2 separate regions of the Mus musculus genome follow, and region 1 is linked to region 2. A link is a contact called in public promoter capture Hi-C data. All regions are on one chromosome and are shown on one strand. Each heading gives the region's core, a stretch centred on a gene start, on an enhancer-like site or on the middle of the called end of the contact. The rest is flanking DNA. Distances are from core to core; before and after follow the strand shown.

Region 1 (3,142 bases), core at 245-2,744, 53 kb before region 2:
TTATTATTATTTTTATTATTATCATCATCATCATCATTATTACTGGGGTCTAAACCTCTCAGGCCTTTCACATGCAGTGGCAAGGACTCTACTACTAAGATATGTATGTCTGACCCTGGAAATGAGTCTGAAAAGTCTATTTTGACAACATAATTTCAATTTCACTCATAATTTCAATTCAATTGCTACTTTGAATGGGTACAAACTTGACTACATTATGAAGCCTTGTGCATTTTCTCTTTCCCCAACTATGTGAGCTGCTTGTTAAGACCTCAGCTTAAAAGTTAAGTAAGGTGCTTATTGCTAAGTAATTCTAATTGCAAAAGAATAATTTATTTTAAAAAAATCTTGCCAGATGTTCTTGCAGTGGCCTGGTACTTCTAGGCATGTTTATTGAAGTGCGGAAGAGGGCCTCCTTCTTAGAACAAGAAAGTTTGAGCCAGCAAGTAGACCTGAAAGGGTCATTTCTTTTTTGTCATTTTTTTTTTAAAATAGAGGGTCAATTTATTAGAATATGAGTTCAAGTCTGTCTAAGCTCCAGGACCATCTGTTCTACTGAGCCTTGTCAGCTACCTCAACCTAGGGCCAAAGACACCCCAGGTTGGGATAGCCAGCAGGGGCCAGAATCACAAAACCTTTGCTGGCTTCAAGACCCAAAGGTATGCTTGGAAGGACAGGAAGCAAGGAGTTCTCACCTGCTTTACCAGGTGCTGGGTGGACTGGACCAGGAAGAACATGGAGAGAGAGGCCACTGAGGCCTTCTTGGCCATGCTGGGGGCAGGCAGCAGAGCACTTGGGAGCAGCCAATGGGATAGGCACCGGCTCTGCTGCCCTGGGGCAGGACTTGCCCAGGATGCTTATTCTGCAGTGGTGGTTCCCAGAGACAGCGGATGACTGGGCTGACAGTGCCTGTGTTGGCTCTGGAGGCAGGGGGCGGGCTTGGAATCTCAGTTCTGCCTAGCTGGGGCCAAGATTCAAATTCCCAGAATCTGAAGTGGAGTCCTTGGAAATAGGAGTGTCACTTAGGAGGACAAGAGTCTGTGTGTCTGGTGACAGATACTCTGCGTTGGGCTCTATATTTGGAAAGAGAACAATAGGCGTGGGTAGCTGTCCACTGGACTGGGTAACAGGTCAGCCATGTGCCTCCGCAGCAAGTCACTTCCCTATGCTTGCTGCTGTGTGTGCCACATATAAGGTACAGAGGTCAGATTCCTGGAGCACTACCCAATTACCTTGGGTTCTGAGAATGTGCAGTCCTGGCTGCAGTGGTTTTTAGAGTCCGCTTTTGAGAACTATGTGCCGTGAAGCCTTGTGACATTGGTCGTGATTGTGTGCCTGTCTGGCTGTCTGTATCTACCTTGTCAGATGTGGAGTTCTGGGAGGAGGGGAGCTGAGAGGTTCTTAAGAAAAGATTGAAGGCTGAGAACATGGTGATCTGCTTCCAGCAGCTCTTGGGCAATAAATATTGATGTGGGAGGAATTGATCCTCCACCTCCACCTCCGCCTCTGCCACCGCCTCCGCCTCCTCAAAGCTTCCAGGACCAGCCAGGCCACTTGCAGTAGGGTTGGCTGGCCTGGCCCACTAGAGTCACTAGTGAAGAGCCTGGAGAAGGGGTCCCACTGGGTGATATTGGCTGCTACATGCTGCATGTGTCTCTCCTGCACAGAGGGGGATGGGTAAGGAAGAAACAGTCAAAGCCAGTCAGTTTGGGAAATCTTTTCAGACATCTCCCAGACTTAGGGCCCAGGAACCCCCTAAGTACCCTAGAAGTAAATGCAGCCATTAAAGTCAATCTCTACAAGCCAAAAGATTGTAGCACATAAAATAAGGCTTGTCTGATCATGAGTGGGTCTGGCCAATGTATCTAATGTGTGGGCAGCAGATTTGACAAGAACAGCCAGCTCTGCATATTGAGGCTGTGTCCTCTAACTTGCTCCATGCTGCTATGTTGTTTGTTCAGGAGAGTTGAAGAAGACATCCCACACACCCTGCCTAGAGGAGTGAAGGAAGCCAGGTGTGAGGAGACACGGGTGCCTGAATGGCGGCTCAGCCATGAGGCCTCTGCAGGGTCTCTTAAGGGCTCTCTGACAGATCATTTCTGGGTGTATTGTGCCTTGGGTGGTGGGGTACCCCACCCGGTACTTCTCCAGTGTTCACTGGCTCCTCTGAGAACCTGTTCTTAGAGCTGAGCCAGGAGATGGAAGAGGCCTGGCCACCTGCTTCCTGACAGGCCTTTTGCCTCTTGAATCAAGCATGATGGCCATGGCCAGCCTCTGAGAGCCGGTGGGCGCCATGGTCTTCTGTTGGCTCTGTTACTCCTAGAATAATTCCAATACGCCATTGGTCTTGCCTTAGTGCTCTGCTTCTTTGTTTGTTGTTGACTAGGCAGAGTTTAATTCTTTAGACACATGGGCCTCAATCTGGGCTAGCCTAGGATTTACTTTGTAGCTCAAGCTGATCTCAAATTCGTGGCGATCCTCCTGCCTCACCCTCCCAAGTGCTAGACTGACAAGTATGAGCTATGGCACCTAGCTAAAGTTCAAATAGCTGGATATTTTTAAGTACTTCTTTTCTAGAATCAGAGAAGTGTGTGTGTGTGTGTGTGTGTGTGTGTGTGTGTGTGTGGTGCCTATGTATGTGTTTGTGTGCCTCTGCATGTGTGTTCTTATCTATGTGGCCTATGAAAGCATATATGTGTTTGTGCCTGTGCATGTATGTGCACATGAACATCTGTGTGTGCCTGCACAATCGTGTGTGTGTGTGTGTGTGTGTGTGTGTGTGTAAGCACTAGCATGTATGTTTGGGGCGAGATATGCAGATATAGGCACATGTGTATGTGCATGCTGTTGGAGGCCAGAGGACAGCCTAGGGTGTTTTTCCTTGGTTTTTGAGACAGAATCTCTGTAGCTAGGGGGCCTGGCCAGAGAGACCTAGGTACCTACCTACCCCCACCTCCTGTGTACTGGAACTACAAGTGTGCGCCACTATACCCAGCATTTTTACATGGATTTGGGGATCAAACCAAGGTCTTTACATTTGCATTACAAGCACTTCACTAACAGATCTCTCTCCAGACCCATGTCAGAAATAGTCTCTGAGTGCCAAAATCCACTTCTCTCTGTCTCTTTGTCTGCCTCCATG
Region 2 (2,778 bases), core at 153-2,652:
AATGTGCCTGCATGTGTCTATGTGAGACACATTTGTTTGGAACTGCTGTGTGCAAGCCTCCCGTGCACATGCATGCACATCCAAGTAAGAATAAATTTGATAGACCACACATGGGCATGTGTAAGTCTGTTTGTGTAAAGTTTGCCTTTTTGTGTAGAGGCACACGTGTGTAAACTCAGGTGGCCATGTATACAGACATGTCCAGCTCTAAAAGCTACTACTGTCATCTGCTAGCATCTGGAGGTTATCATGGAGACAGGACTAGGTCAATATGAGCTGAGGGAGTCCAGCAAGATCACCAGCCTGGTCCTTAGTGTTGGTATTTGCCTGAGACCCAGGGAATGCAGGATATGCCTCAGAAAGTGGTTTCAATTTGCTGGTCGATCTTCTAAATGCAACTTCAGGGAAGAAACCAACCAGTAGTCTTCAGTTCAGGAGAAAGAGACTGACTGATGCTTATGGGGAGGAGGGGAGCCTCTATCCCAACCAGCTCTGCCAAGTAAGATACTCGAATGGCCTGCAGATCAAATGTCAGCTTCTCCAACCTGAATAATTCATGCCAAGACCAGGAATGCTCCCTCCTCTGGAGTCTGTCTCTTTAAATCAGGTCTTGAGCTTCTCAATTCTGGAGGAAAAAAAAAGTAAATAAGTAAAACCCAGAAAGAAAGAAAAACAAAACAAAACAAAACAAGCCTATTAACAGCTCAGCCCCCACCTCAGCCCTGGATTTTACCACACCCCCACCCTCCACTACAAAATCAGTTCCTGATTTTCCTGCTCCTAGAGCCCTCTCCCCAACCGGCACACCACTCAATATTGACTGGTAGGGCAATTTGGAGGGGAAGGGGCACAGTATCCTGGCAGTACTCAGTGCTGGGGCGGGGTGGGCAAGCAAAGAGCTGAATCACTCCACCCACCGCTCCCTGAGCCTAGGAGGGGCCCAGCCTGAAAGGTGGAACCAATGGGAGTGGTCTTGGCAGAGGCAGAGCAGCCTGAATTAGGGCGCGGGAGATGTGGGGACAGAGGGTGTTTTAGAACATAGAAGAGGGTCGATAAAAGACTGGACACACAGGACCTGCAGAGTTTTAGACACAGCCTAAGGGAACTGGGTTCGCAAAGGAGACATCCAAGGCTAGGGATTTTCCAGGCTCGCTCCCTTAGCACAGCTCCTTTCCTTGACTACAAGAAGAGTAACTTTGTCAGCCCACCCCTCAGCCCTGCCTCCTTTTCTAGGGACAGCTCTAAACTCTCCCACCTTCTCTGGGTGCACAGATCCACCTGCCAGGTCAGCCCTGAGGGCCCCGCCCCACGTGTGCTTCGGAGGGAGGAGGAAAGAAGCTGCCTAAACGAAGGGGGTGGGGAAAGAAGCAAGTCAGAGCTTGGGGAGCCAAACTTCTCAGCAGCTCGTGAACTAGAGAGCAGGGGAGCAAGAGAGCGCAGCGGCCCTAAGCCTGCATCTCCGGAGCCTCCCACCCCGCCTCCCTTGCGAGGAGGTGCGGAGACTCCGCTGGGGGCGGAGGAGGCGGCCAGGAGGCGGGGAGGGGGAGGCAAACCCTGCCCACTCGGCTCGGAGCCCGGAACAGCCGCGGAAGTCGGAGGCCGGAGCGCAGGGCGACGAGGGCAGCGAGGGCGGGGGGCTCCGCTCCCCGCCTGACCCCTGTAGCCCCCAGCCATCAAAGTGAAGGCTCCTCGGACTTTACAAGCTGGAGGACGGACCGGTCGGAACTGTCAGCTGCTCCGGGTCAAGGTCTAGCCCACAGCCACCTTCCCGTGCCACCCCCATCCCATCATCTCCAAACGCTCCCAATTCACTGGTGAGCGCTGCGGGCCGGGGGCTGGATGCGGGGACGGCCGCGATGGCCCCGCGCGCGGGACAGCGGGGGCTCTGGAGCCCGCTGCCAGGGCTGCTGCTCTTGGCGGCGGCGCTGAGCCGGCCCGCCGCGCCCTGTCCCTTCCAGTGTTACTGCTTCGGCAGCCCCCGGTTAATGTTGCGCTGCGCGTCGGGCGCGGAGCTCCGGCAGCCGCCCCGGGACGTGCCACCCGACGCGCGCAACCTCACCATCGTGGGCGCCAACCTGACCGTGCTGCGCGCCGCAGCCTTCGCGGGAGGGGGCGAGGGGGCGACGGACGGCGTGCGCCTACCGCTCCTTACCGCGCTGCGCCTCACACACAACAACATCGAGGTAGTAGAGGACGGTGCCTTCGACGGGTTGCCCAGCCTGGCGGCACTCGACCTAAGCCACAACCCGCTACGCGCCCTGGGCTACCGCGCCTTTCGCGGGCTGCCTGCGCTGCGCTCACTACAGCTCAATCACGCGCTGGCTCGAGGCAGCCCCGGGATGCTGGATGCACTGGACGCCGCTCTGGCCCCCCTGGCCGAGCTTCGCCTGCTGGGCTTGGTAGGCAACGCGCTGAGCCGCCTGCCACTCGCCGCGCTGCGCCTGCCCCGCCTGGAGCAGCTGGATGCGCGTGTCAACGCGCTGGCCGGCCTGGGCCCGGACGAGCTGAGCGCGCTTGAGCGCGATGGCGACCTGCCCCAGCCGCGCCTGCTGCTGGCGGACAACCCACTGAGCTGTGGGTGCACCTCGCGCCCCCTGCTGGCCTGGCTGCACAACGCCACCGAGCGCGTACCCGACGCGCGCCGCCTGCGCTGCGCTTCCCCGCGCGTACTGTTGGACCGGCCTCTGATAGACCTGGACGAGGCGCGACTAGGTTGCTCCGACGGCGATGCACACGAGAGCGGGGAAGGGATAGACGTCGCCGGCCCGGAGTTGGAAG

What was found. Promoter capture Hi-C pulls out the DNA fragments that hold promoters and counts their contacts.
Region 1: a promoter capture Hi-C map of liver shows a contact between it and region 2, with 2.0 times the contacts expected there. The contact joins the enhancer-like site here to the promoter of Tpbgl in region 2. A contact is called at or near these places in 10 of 39 promoter capture datasets (the 3T3-L1 cell line, 3T3-L1-derived adipocytes, HPC-7-derived erythroid cells and 5 more), 7 of 484 Hi-C or Micro-C datasets (the AML12 cell line, the G1E-ER4 cell line, cerebellum and 3 more), 5 of 115 datasets of contacts at active chromatin or transcription factors (bone marrow-derived macrophages, embryonic forebrain, embryonic stem cells and 2 more) and 4 of 9 other capture datasets (adipose tissue, embryonic stem cells, liver and 1 more).

Annotation. Positions count from the first base shown.
Region 1 is chr7:99,678,898-99,682,039 of GRCm38.p6, reverse strand. All of the region lies in intron 7 of Slco2b1 (solute carrier organic anion transporter family, member 2b1), which reads left to right. Among named protein-coding and RNA genes, the nearest start is that of Gm34280, 11 kb to the left of the region's middle. Within about 2 kb of position 1,494, at least 21 of the 459 cell types and tissues checked have an H3K27ac peak or open chromatin away from gene starts, as enhancers often do. A contact at or near this core is called in adipose tissue, hepatocytes, liver and 1 more, where this site is marked.
Region 2 is chr7:99,625,727-99,628,504 of GRCm38.p6, reverse strand. It overlaps Tpbgl (trophoblast glycoprotein-like), which reads left to right and starts at 1,402. Exons shown (of 1, transcript NM_001195529.1): 1 at 1,402-2,778. The coding sequence starts at 1,857.